Linked DNA regions of Drosophila melanogaster: region 1 is linked to region 2. Evidence: chromatin contacts called from public Hi-C data. All regions are on one chromosome and are shown on one strand. The core of a region is the stretch at or near the end of the contact, and the rest is flanking DNA. Distances in the headings are between cores, read along the strand shown. Region 1 overlaps GluRIB (Glutamate receptor IB). Region 2 holds the start of nwk (nervous wreck).

What was found. A called contact is a pair of places that touch in the nucleus more often than the background predicts.
Region 1: a Hi-C map of the Kc167 cell line shows a contact between it and region 2, with 5 times the contacts expected there. The contact joins the enhancer-like site here to the promoter of nwk in region 2. A contact is called at or near these places in 2 of 107 Hi-C or Micro-C datasets (the Kc167 cell line and the S2 cell line) and 2 of 6 datasets of contacts at active chromatin or transcription factors (both in the Kc167 cell line).

What each region holds. Positions count from the first base shown.
Region 1 is chr3L:9,282,303-9,288,400 of dm6, reverse strand. GluRIB (Glutamate receptor IB) reads right to left here. Exons shown (of 17, transcript NM_001274693.1): 14 at 5,272-5,732; 15 at 4,149-4,393; 16 at 3,361-3,820; 17 at 1-3,124. The coding sequence ends at 3,020. Among named protein-coding and RNA genes, the nearest start is that of GluRIB, 33 kb to the right of the region's middle. Within about 2 kb of position 2,685, at least 12 of the 39 cell types and tissues checked have an H3K27ac peak or open chromatin away from gene starts, as enhancers often do. A contact at or near this core is called in the Kc167 cell line, where this site is marked.
Region 2 is chr3L:9,134,177-9,140,392 of dm6, reverse strand. nwk (nervous wreck) reads right to left here and starts at 2,533. Exons shown (of 9, transcript NM_140033.3): 1 at 2,504-2,533; 2 at 1,696-1,811; 3 at 1,391-1,620; 4 at 773-1,300; 5 at 1-487. The coding sequence starts at 1,716. Use1 (Unconventional SNARE in the ER 1) reads left to right here and starts at 3,212. Exons shown (of 3, transcript NM_140032.3): 1 at 3,212-3,641; 2 at 3,736-4,092; 3 at 4,492-4,684. The coding sequence starts at 3,290. The coding sequence ends at 4,535. Dhpr (Dihydropteridine reductase) reads right to left here and starts at 5,833. Exons shown (of 2, transcript NM_079266.5): 1 at 5,503-5,833; 2 at 4,477-5,406. The coding sequence starts at 5,586. The coding sequence ends at 4,783. It also overlaps a transcript of bol not described here.

The DNA of each region.
Region 1 (6,098 bases), core at 1,436-3,935, 150 kb before region 2:
GCTCATTTCCATGTATTTACTTTAGTAATATTTTACAAATAAATTGGAAATTTATACACGTGGTTAGGCAAGACTATATTGGAGGGCGGGCGAATAAAAATGGCATCTCAAAAGGTTCCCGGGCTAAAAGTCAGAACTGAATCAATTTACGTGAAAGTGTTATAAAATAAAAGTACATTTTTTTTTTGTATTCAAATTTAGATTTTGACTTACGGCTATGCATTTTAATACTAATTGTATTTTGATTTCTTTAATATTGTAGTCATGTTGCCGGGGGCAAAATTCGCTTGAATGCCCATGTTTTTTTGTTTGGCGGTGTCAATTGAGTTTTTTTTTTTTTTTTGGCTCTGTCTCTGGATTTTTATTATCTGATTTGATTCGTAGTCCTTCCTCTAACAACACATTTCTAGTTTCGCACTTGCAAACGCATCGGTATATATGTATATATAAATACTTATTTGTTTAGACAGTTTACCATTTATATTTATAGGTATTTACTCTTGCACTTGAACATACATATATCTCGGTAGTTTTATTTGAATTTTCTGTTTACTATTGATATTAAATTTATTTATGCACTTTAGCGGCTTTGTTTGATTTTCGTTTTGATTTTGTCATAGATTAAATAACGAAAATTGAGTTTAAATGCAATTCACCTGCAACAGTTGTTGTTTGAAGTCTCCCAGCCTGGCTTATAAAACATTTAGGCACCGGCATTCAACCATCCCGAAAAACCATAAGGAATGGGAAGCGTAAACCGAAGTATTGAATGGTTTTAAAAATAAATGCTCTCTAATCAATTTTATGCACACACAATTTTTGAGCTAACAACGATAAATTCATAAATATTTTACAATAGTTTTAAGTATTTTTGGATTTAACGGTTTGTTCAACTTGTTATGTTAGCTTGGATAATATTAGTACCATTTTGAATGCCTTTTGATATGACTTGATCATTGTTATGGTATTTCGCATTCCTTTCCACTTATTATTTTTTAGTGTTAAACTTTTTCCCAATTATTTTGCATGTTTTATGTACAATAAAGAACGTGATCCATGCCAATGCAAAGTATACTAAATATGCTAAAATTTAACTACTTTTAGAGTTGATTTTATTCATTAGTTTTTACAATTATTAATTTACAGCTACATTCTGCTTGCTTTGACCAATTTCAATGCGGAAGTATGCGGCATTTGTTGTTGCTTGATTTGCCTCACAATTCAAACACTATAACTAGCCTATCCTAATAGTTTAGTTAAACTACTCACTGGAAGGGGCGGAATACAAAATGACATCCATCAGGATAGGAGTAAAAAATATTTAAGTAAATCTGGTTAGAACAAAAGTGGATTTAAAATAGCAAAATGTAATAATCTGCGAAAATTATTCTCACTTCGCACAGCTCAGAAATCAAAACAATTTCAATTAAAATAAATTTAATTAAAATTCTGATATTTAGCCACTTGTCAGATTTTTTTTCAACTTGTTTATGCTGAATCCACGAGTCCAACTATGAGTTAAACTATTTTCTTTATTCAGCGCTAATTAATTTATTACAATATTTGTGCTCGGGCCCCCGCCTGACACTCGCTTTGTATTCATTGCCTAGCCGTTTTTTTTTTTTGCTAGCCAGTATTTTCTGTAATTTAATTATAAACAAATATGCGACAACAAATCCTGCCATGATAATTGAGGAGGAAAAAAATTGAACACTTATCCCATGTTTTGTGCGTGTTTTCACAATTTTTCCTTTTAGCTATTGAGTTGCGGCGCATTTGTTGTTTTTGTTTATTAAAAATATTAATCAGTCATTTGAATGCAATGAATTGCAGTGTTTACGTGTATACATATACTATATATGTTAGTATGCAGTTGGCCGCTTATTTATGTGTGTGTGTGTGTGTGTTTATGGTTATTTTATGTTTGGCATGTTGTCCTTTCCGCCTGTATGTATGTTGTCATTTGCTTGTTTGTCCTCGCACCTCTCATTTCACCACTCCACCTGACTGCATCTCATCCAAACCGAACCGAACCGAACCGATCCGATCCAATCCAATCCGATCCTGCCCAGCTCAGCTGACTGTTAACAGTAATGCAATAATTTATACCATTCATTTGCATTGCCCTGCCGACAGGCTCTAAAAAAATTGTTTGCCAAATGATTGCGCAGCGCAATTATTTGAATGCGGCCGCATAAATAAAGCTGCATACTTTGCTGCATCGCACGGCTATGAGATTTATTGTGAAATTCTTGCGCACTTATTGCAAATTAATAACTATCCATTTTATTCTCAACGCGAGCTATGCATTTTTCAACGCATTTTCCTCGCATTTTCACTTTGGAAATCGAAATTGAAATTTAATTTTCAAATTACTTGCACTTTTCAATAACGCAAAAATTTTTGGATGAAACGATTTAAGTGCGTTGCAAAATTTAACGCATTTTCGAAACTGGTTAATGATTTCGTGTCTTATATGGGTCGATTTTTTGAATAAAGCTTACATTCTAATAACAAGTGGTCTTGGGTAATGATAAAAATATTTATAATTTTTTAAAAATGTGGTTTAAACAGCTAAATTTTTAACTAAATTTTTTTCTCAAGTCAAAATTGTAAAATCCTGTTAAAAATGCCGCGCTTCAAAGTATGCAGCGTTTTTTAAGCTTCTGACGATGTGTTACTGCGTGTGCTTGGTTTGCGGCTTCTCGTCCGGCACTTACGACTAGGTGTCCTTATAGCTAACAACCCATCCGAGCACTTACTTGCCATACGGATGCTGGTTGATGTCCGGCGAGTGGCGCATCAGGGTGGCACTCCCGCTGCTCGGCGACAATGCGAGACTGCCCTCGTGGCTGCCGTTCATGCTGCTGGAACAGGTGGCCGGAACGGATACGGTCACTGTGCCGCCGTGACCGCCGCCCATCATCTTCTCCGTCTCTTGGCGGCTGTTGGCCATTATTCGGCGGATCGTGGGCGCGCAGGGAGTGCGTCAGAGTCGCGACTCCTGCGCATGCTCATGTCAGACCTGCCCGTGGGCGTTCATGTGCAGGGAGTCCCCGGCGTCGGGGGGCGTGGCCGAGAGCTGGGCGGGCGGATAGTACTGCAACGATGCGCAATTGAGATACTGTGCGTGGATTAGAATCAATGCTTGGATGAACATCGCAAGTGCGTTAGAAATAGAACGTAATTCTAGCACTCTATAAACTGGTGCCGTACACTAGGAAAAATAAAACTGGTATTTACATTTTATTTTATTTACAAGTATTAAATTTTAGATTATATTAAATAAGCCACTTTTAAGCCAGTATTCATTTTAAATTACTTTAATATCAAATATGTTCTTTTTCAAGTGCAACTTACCCCGACGCGTCCGTTGTCATAGTCGCGACTCGCTTGAATAGTCAATTTCGCCTTGGCATGCATGGTGTCCGTCAGCGTGCTCCTTTGATGTGAGGACGGCATCCCGCCGGGCACGGCGCTCGATGGACCCAACATCATGGATCCATTGGCCTTACCCAGACTACCGCCACTCATGCCGCCGCCCAGTCCCATGCCCAAGCCCATGCCGGAACCACTGGACGCGGAACGCGAGTCCCTGCTGCGGAAGCAGTACTCCAGAATGGCGACGAATACGCTGACGAGCAGGCCGCCAATCAGGATGTAGAATATACCGGCCACATTGCTCAGCGAAAGTTCGCTATGCGATGTCTCACCGTCCTTGTGGGTGCTGCATTCCGCCTTTTCGTACCACCATTTGTTCCGCAACTTGATCAGCTCGCCGTTTTCCTTTAGCGTCAGCACGGCCAGATTGATGGGGTCCCTGTTGAATGGGGAGCGGCAATGGAAATGAGAATGGTGGCGCTTTGTTAAGTATGTGGGTTAACTTTCATCTCTGGCTGAAAACTCCCCAGTTTCTCGCCCGTAAAAGGCATCAATTTCTGACTCCCCGATGTCAAACAGATTCCGTAACTACACATTAAATAATCTTTGACATTTATATAAATAAAATATTTTAAAATATTTAATTTTCGTATAAATTTCATGATTTATGCTTTAAAAATTCTATTTTTTACATATTTTTACATGTTTCGAAGTGAAAAACTGAACAGCCCACTTAAGTTGAGCCCATTTCACCGCAGTGTACTCACTTGAGCGCCGAACCGAGCGGCGTAGCGATGCCAAATCCCTTTGTATCCAGATTGCGGCCCACTTTCATTGTGTCGCAGGGCTCGCGGGCGTTCACATACTCGTTTTTGGGCGACTCCACCAGGAGGGCGTACTTGCCCTTGGAGTTGCGCACACGTTTAATCCCCTCATCGTAGGTTGGCACGAAGACGTGCTTGCGCGAGTTCATATACTCCCACATCTTGTTGTGTAGTCCGATTTGGGAGCGCTGCGGGCACACAAAAGGCGAACGGGTAAATATAAAGTACGGAATTCGGATATAGCGTATACGCCCCGGCATCCCGGGACAATCGAATGCATGCGTATAGGGACACCCGTTTTGCCCAGATATCCATCAGTATAATGCTGAAACCGAGTGCCTAGTCGGCTACCAACGGTTGTCGTAGTTATATATGAACGTACATAGTATACGAGTATACCCAAATATATAGAAATATATCTGCACACATGGCGGGGCAGCAGAGCGTAAGTGTGCTTAAAAGCATCTCAAATAAATGTAGCCATAAAAAATAGAATTGCGTCCCATTTCTTTTGCATTTTTGGCCCGATTGACGGCCGGAGAAATGGAATGTGGATTGCTGAACGGCAGCGGCAAATTGCTTTTTATTTCTCGTCTAACACAAATTAATTCGTGGCCCGGCTGGGGCCTCTCTCAATTTTGACGTCTCAAAAGGCTCAGCCAGCAAATTCCAATGGTTTTCTAGGTCTTGACTGTTGGCTTTTATTGTCTTTGATTTGGCCATTGTGCGGTTGTCAAATGAGTGTGACATGAGCACCCCCAAATTAATTTGGTTGCTAGGCAATCGGGACTTGCAATTCCAAAAGTAGGCTATCAAATGGGAAGTTATCTAGGTATACAGAAAGAATATATTCTTAGATCATTTTCTATTAATTTTAACAATATTAAGGATGTGATTTGTGTTTGTATTCACATTATAAGCAACTACTTTAAGACAGTTATAACTTTCGAACTTTCGCAGACTGTTAATCCTTCTAGGATATATGGTGACCCACTTTTAAATCAAGGAACTTATGGTCCAATTACTTTCCCTCAGTGCATAGTTACCTGTCAGAATGTCTACTCACCCGGAAGAAATCCCATGTGGAGCCGTGCAGCAGAGTGCCGTACTGCACCTCCGTCTGCATGGCCAGGTCCTCCGGTGAATTGATCGGCGTGACCATTCGTTCCACGGTGAGGAAGGCGGCCAGGTTGGCCGTGTACGAGGAGATGAGTATCAGGGTGAAGAAGAACCACGAGGCGGCTGCAATTCGTCCGGATACAGACCTCGGCGACAGATCGCATCCCTGCTGCATGAAGGCGGCCAGCGAGAACCAGAAGGAGTTCCAAACGCTGAACTCGTTCACCACCGCCGAGGACGAGCCTCCGGATCCGGGACTTCCGGCGGAGAGGGCCGCTTGCAAGGCAGCTGCTCCTGCTGCCGTTTGGGCGCCCGGTGTGGGTGGTCCCGGTGGAGCGGGCAGTGGTGCACCTCCGATGATGCCGGGCGGCTGCTGATTGGCAAGCTGTTCGTGATGTGCATGCGGATCTAAAAAGGGAATCAGGCGGAAAAGGGGGCGGTGAGTTGGCCGCAAAACGAAACCGCAGACGGCAAACGCAGTCTGCTAATGCACAGTGAGAAAAAGTGCAATACTACTAAACTAAAGACACAGAAAACATTTAGACTATGTGAAATTTAAATCATTAAGCCAATCAATTTGCGATAAAAGGTCTACTTCTCTAAATATATATAATACATATGGTAATAACATAAAAATGTGTTTCAGATAGATGATGAAGTGGTATCCCATTTTGATCATACTTAAGCTTTTAAGTAGTCTTCAAGAACATAATTAATCATTCTAAATTTAGTTCGGTCGCCCAGTGTGAATTGGATTCGGAAAACAGGGAGTGG
Region 2 (6,216 bases), core at 1,284-3,783:
ATTCTCGGCCTCCTGCACCCACTCGTCCACGTTAATGCCGCCATCGCGCAGGCACTGCAGACATGCCTCCGCTTTTGTCTTTTCCGTCTCGGATCGACGGATTTGATCACGGAACTCCTCGATCTTGGTGTCCAGATCCGGTCCATTTGGATCGTTGGGATCCGTGCGCTGGCCAGAGTCTCGCAGCGACTGGCACAAGGCCAACTTCTTGGCATTCTCCCTGATCGAGGCATTCTCCTTGACCACTCTTCCGGCCAGATTCTTGGCCTCCTTGGTTAGCGTCTCGGCGGCGGACTCATGCTCCGCGGTCACCTTGCGCACCGGATCATTGTCGCACGCCTCGAAGTCATATTGGATGTGCTGCTTCAGCACCGGATAGAATAGGTAGCAGCACTGCAGGTTGTACTCCCGCGTCAACTGCTGCGCCTGGTCACGGATCTTTCCGAAGCTATTCTGCGTAGCCGAGCAAGTCAACAGCTCTGTGCGTCTGGAAAAGATGTGTTTTAATGGTTAGGCAACATTAAGATAAAGATTTCTTAAGACAGCACTGTTATGTACATATGTACATATTGAGTCATAAGATTAAATAAAATGATTTAATAACTTTATGAGCCATATCAGGTAGCGCCATAAAAATTATCAGAATGTAATTGACGACTTGAGCAAACATTGATTAGAAAATGGCTTTGAACTTGTAAAATTTATAATTGATTTACCGATTTTGCACTTCTGGATGGTTTATAATTTATGAGCAATGCCATTATACACTTACCCCATTAACATCAGGTACTCGGCAACCCGCTCGAAAACATAGTTCTCCATGGTGGTCATCGTTGTCTGCAGATCGACGGTGAAGTAGCGATTCTGATGCGCATTGGCCGCCGCCAAGCTGAGTACGTAGTCATTCCGGGCGCCAGATGACTTCTCCTCCAGCAGCTCCTTGCGAGATGTGACCCGGGCGCTGTTCTTCTGCAGCGAAGTGATTGATTGAAAGAAGGAGCCCTTCTTCTTCTTAAGCTTCTCCTCGATATCGCGGGCCTTGTCCCGAACATCGTGAGCACAATGCTCTTCGTCAAAGTATGATTTCTTGGTCTTATCCACATCGCCCACGCTCAGATGGAGTTCCTTCTGCACATTGACAATTCCGGCTAGCGAACGCTTAGCTATGGCCAACTTATAGTCCCGCAGAACCTTGGCCTCATCCGCGATTTGCTGTTGAAACACCTCTATGGCGGCCAATCGAGCACGAGCCAGTTTCTCATTCTCCTCGAGCACAGTGCGCCAAACGCTCCACATGTTCCTATGAGATTACGTATAAGTAGGTGGGTAATTCAAATTGACTGAAGGTTCTCGAAAGAACGTTACTAGTTAGCTGGAAAGCAATACCCACCAGCGTTCCTCCATGCCCTCCATCTTAATATCTGGTATATTGGGTATCTTCTTGTTGAGATACTGCGATGAGATCTTCAGCAGCGACTCACTGTATGACTTCTCGACAGCGGAACGCTTGATGGTGAACTGCCGGATGTCCTCCAGGAGGTCGCATTCATGCTGATTCTTCAGCTGCAGCTTGGCCACCTGCTCCGTGTGCAAATTCTTGAGGAATTTCACATAGTTTCCCTGCAGGATTACGAGGTATACGATGAATGATTATTGTGGAACTATCTTTATCAATTCGATTTATTTATGATTTACCTTACGCGGCGGCGGCTGCATCATGGGGCTTTTTCTACGACAATCGGGTCACTCTACAATTGGCTTTTTTTTTCTATTTTAGCTCCGACTTAATGGTGTTACATTACCTCTAGCAACTGTAAATAGTATGATTGCTTTATGAGAGGATATGATATACGGGTATTAAAATACGATACGATATTTAAGATCCCATCTTATTTTTTTAATATAAAAAAATTTATATTTCAGTGGCTTAAAAGGGGAGATTTATTTTTAACGCCATGACTTATATCAAAGAATCTAACATTATCAAATTAAAGATTAGATAAAATGTAGCCCTACTGATATTTATTATATATATATATTTTCCGATTATTTTTGGCTGTGTAAATGGGTGGTGTTGGTGGTACATGTGGGTGGTTGTGTGGTCCTTAAGCCGTTAATAGGTTCGCTACGCAGCAACGGGTCTCAAAACTTATGTAACTGAAATGCAATGATAACTGACATCGAAACGCAAAGGAAATCAAGGGTTTTCTTCAAGCTCAAATCTAGTACTATTTTTAGCTGGAAATTTTCACTCGGGCAGCCCACGCAGCAGCCCCCCTTTTTTTGGGGGTATCGTATCGATTTCTCTGGCCCCGGACTAGCTTATTTTTTTTAAGCATTTACACCAACTACGTTATTCAAAACACTTGGCTAACACTTTTTTTGGACATGGCCGGTTAAGATGGTTGTTTTTCAGCTGGATTAGTACTTTTTGGGATTCTTATCGCTGGGTTTTCACTGAAATTTGTGGTCTTTTTCTGGGCAGCTAAAATCCGTTGCTTACTTATCGATTTCGATTTTCACGACGTTTGTGTGAGAACTTTTCAACATGCACCGTTAACTGCTGGTGCTGCTGCGCAAGAAGAGACCGCCAAAGAGAGCGGTGAGAGAAAGTCGAGAGAGAACGAAGTCGTGTTTCATTCATGGCCTCTAGTACCGTTAACAAAGAGGGTGAGTTTTATTGTTTTTGCCCCGTCAGCTGTTTGATAACACCTCACTTGCGTGTAACGGCACTTAAGGAAAATGAAGAAAAAAAAACTACTATAAAAATTCAACCTTTGAATGGTATGCCATTTGATCTTGACACCTGGCGTACGACAACAGCTAAAACAAAAATGTGCGTTTGCGTGAAACTACTCATATGCTGTGGCTATCAAAAACGGTTTAATTGATAACTTCAGATATTGGCCAAGAGGTTTGATAAGATTTTCGAGTCGCGCCCAGAAGTATGCATGCAATAATATAAATGCATTACGTTATCTTGAGAAAGTAGACATAAGCTTATAAATATGGCATATTGGGAACTTGATGTTTTTTTTCAAAAATTTTTAAAAATTAAATTTTAACAGGATTAGAAGATTATTTGTTTGTTATGTTTTTTTTACTTTATACATTTTTACATTCTTACATTTTACATACACATCCTCAATAATTTTTCATCACTACTCACGACAACCTATCGATAAGTTTCTATCGCTAATAGGACCAGCTGCTGACAACAAATAGGTTTCGACCTGGTATTTTAATTTAGGAATTTGTACTTTGTTGTTTTCATGTTTTCAACTTGAAAATGGCCACGAAGCTAAATGTAAATATTCGCACCCTGCTGGCCAACTGCGAGGAACTGGCCAAAAGCGAACAGAACTTCTGGAGGCTGCAGAAGTTCATTAAGTCCCTGGACACAATGCTTGCCGAGCTGGAGGCGATGGGCGATCCGCAGAGTGTCAAACGTATCCCGGGCTACTTGGAGCGCCTACAGGCCCTTAAAATATCCACCGGATATGCAGACGTTCCCGGTTCCACAACAAAGACTCCTTCACAATCCTCAGCCGTCAGCGAAACTGGGGAAAATGCACTGAAAGAAATAAGGCAGCTGCAAAACAGCAAATATCACAACGAACTGCGAAAGGAACTGCTCCAGGGTAATAAAGAATTAACAAACAGTTTTGTACATATTTTAAAATTTCTTAAATTCAAAAATGTAATAGTTCATAACTTAAAAAACATTTATTTTAGATTCCGATGCCCTGCGAAGACGTCGAGGAGCAGATGAATCCTCCTCCAGTTCTGGAAGCGCAAACGTTCAGGAAACTTCTGGTGAAAACATGAACCAGGCTGCCAAGTATTATACGAATGCCCAGGAGAAGATCACCGAGCACATGCTCTCGCTGACTCGGAACTTAAAGGAACAGACGGAGACCGCCAACAGGATTATCCGAAGAGACACGGAGGTTGTGTCGCGTTCCGCCGGAATGGCGGATCGCAATATCAATTCGCTAGGAAAAGAGGCTGAGAAACTGGAGCAACATTCGAAAAAAGCCTACAAGTGCTGGCTGTGGCTGATGATTGCCTTCGTAATTGCCACTTTTATAGGTGAGTCATTGTATTTTGTGGAAGTTTTGTTCAAGCTGCAAAAAAGAACCCCTCTTGGAAAATCCCAATTCATTTACTTAACAAATATACCTTAAGTTATCCAACTCAACAACACACATTTAAACACGTTTATAAACCAAGTTTCCTGAATATGTTAATCACAATATTATAAATATTCATTATAAGAACGAAAACAGATAAATAGATATTAGATTCCATTGCTATTATTATTGTATTTAAACTGAATACGAAAACACTGCGAGTCACTTCACTTAAGCCAAATAAACAAGTTTGCCGTGACTCAGTTTGAAATTACATTTCTTAATTGGTTCGATTTATTGCAGTTCGATTGTTGCTGCTTAATTATACTAATGAGTTTATTACCCTTTCAATTTACAGGTATGGTTTTATTCATGAAGATTATGAAGAAGAAGAAGTCGTAGAAACAATTTCCAAACTAAGCAAACTAAAGATTGTACTCTAAGCAAGCTTTAAACGCTCGTTAAGCTCCCGAGTTCAAGAGGTTATCCACCCAAATCGTGTAAGCAGAACCACATTAAACGATCGAAAGCCGCCCAGCGATTTATTTATGAATAGTTTATGTACAAGCGAAAGCGTTTAGATTATGGTTTTTGAGCATTTTTGTTTCATCATTAAGTGTCATTTGGATTCGTATCTGTATCTCTTAGCCTATTCGGCAGCGATAAGCTGCGTAATGCCGTTTGTGGTGATCAGCTGCAACAGGGATCCAGTTTTGGGCCTCTCCTGATCTTGGGTCCACTTAAGGAAAAGTCCGGCCACCTCGGTGAGCGGTGTCCAGGTTCCAAAATCTGCATCCGGCATCCATTTACGGTTCATGGGTGTATCTAGAGTTACGGGAAGTATGGACACAGCCAGGGAACCAGCTGGCAGACCGGATTTCTCAGCGCCCAGCGAGCGGGTCAGCTGGTGGACAGCTGCCTTGGCCATTCCATAGCCGATCATACCGGGTGTGCCCTCCAAAGCGGGCTTAGCTCCAGTGAGAGCCAGCAAGCCTCCGGCCTTTAGATGCTGAGCAGCCACAGCTGCCGAAATGGCGGAGGTCAACACGCTCTGCTTCCACATGAGATCGGCATTCTTGGCCAGATCCTTCTTGGCATTACCACCTGCCCAGCCGCCAGCCACGCAGATGACGGCATCCAGTTTCTCGCCGGCAAGGGATTCCCCGACTTTGGACACCACCGTTTCCTCCTGTTCCACCCAACTAGCATCGCGTGGCACCACAATGCTAACGTCGGCCTTCTCGTTCTCCGTCAGATCGATGCTGCCAACCCACTGATGGATTATCCAGGTGAAGGTCGTAGTTGACGCGAGGGAAAACAATAGATAATGAGGCAATTGTATTTAATAATTAAGTGAAAGGTAACTCACATAATTGTTGGCTTTAAAGTGATCGACACAGGCCGAACCCAAGGCTCCTTTGCCACCGTAAATAACCACTCGACCTGCGGACATGATGCGTGCTGCCAGTTTTAAAGTTGCAATTTAACTAAATGCGAGAAAAACACGAGAACACCGATTTTGGTGAGTCAAAATCGTGCGGGAGCTTTGAACGCAGCTGGGGTTTTTAACCGCAAGACCAGTTCTACCGGTAATAATCGGGAGAATGAATTTCAAGTCGAGTTTAAGCTTCAGCGTGCAGATATAGCTTTTTATTCGCTACAAAAAGATACAGCAGCAGCAACAAGTGGAAAATCAATAAGATGACCAGAAAACGCACAGCAAGGTCACACTGTCGTGAGTAAGGCGTTATTTGGTATTTTTTTTTTTTGGTATTCCACAGCTGTTCGCCGCCAACTTTACCCGTCTCGCTCACGCATTGCTCGCTGCTCTTTTTTGAAAAGGGAAATGCGTGAAATTCGTGCGCCGCATTTCCACCAGACCAGAGTTACGCGCCGTAGCTGTGTTTTCCACTCAGTCCCACCAGTCGTCGTCGCGTTACGTCATGGACACTCTAAAATATGAGCCACTTTCGAACTACAATGTAGTTCAGGCAAATAGTGAACACAGAAATAAAACTGTCTTATCTCAATTAAAGAAAAATTTCCCCGAATTGTTTAAATCACAATTAGAAAATATATGCAG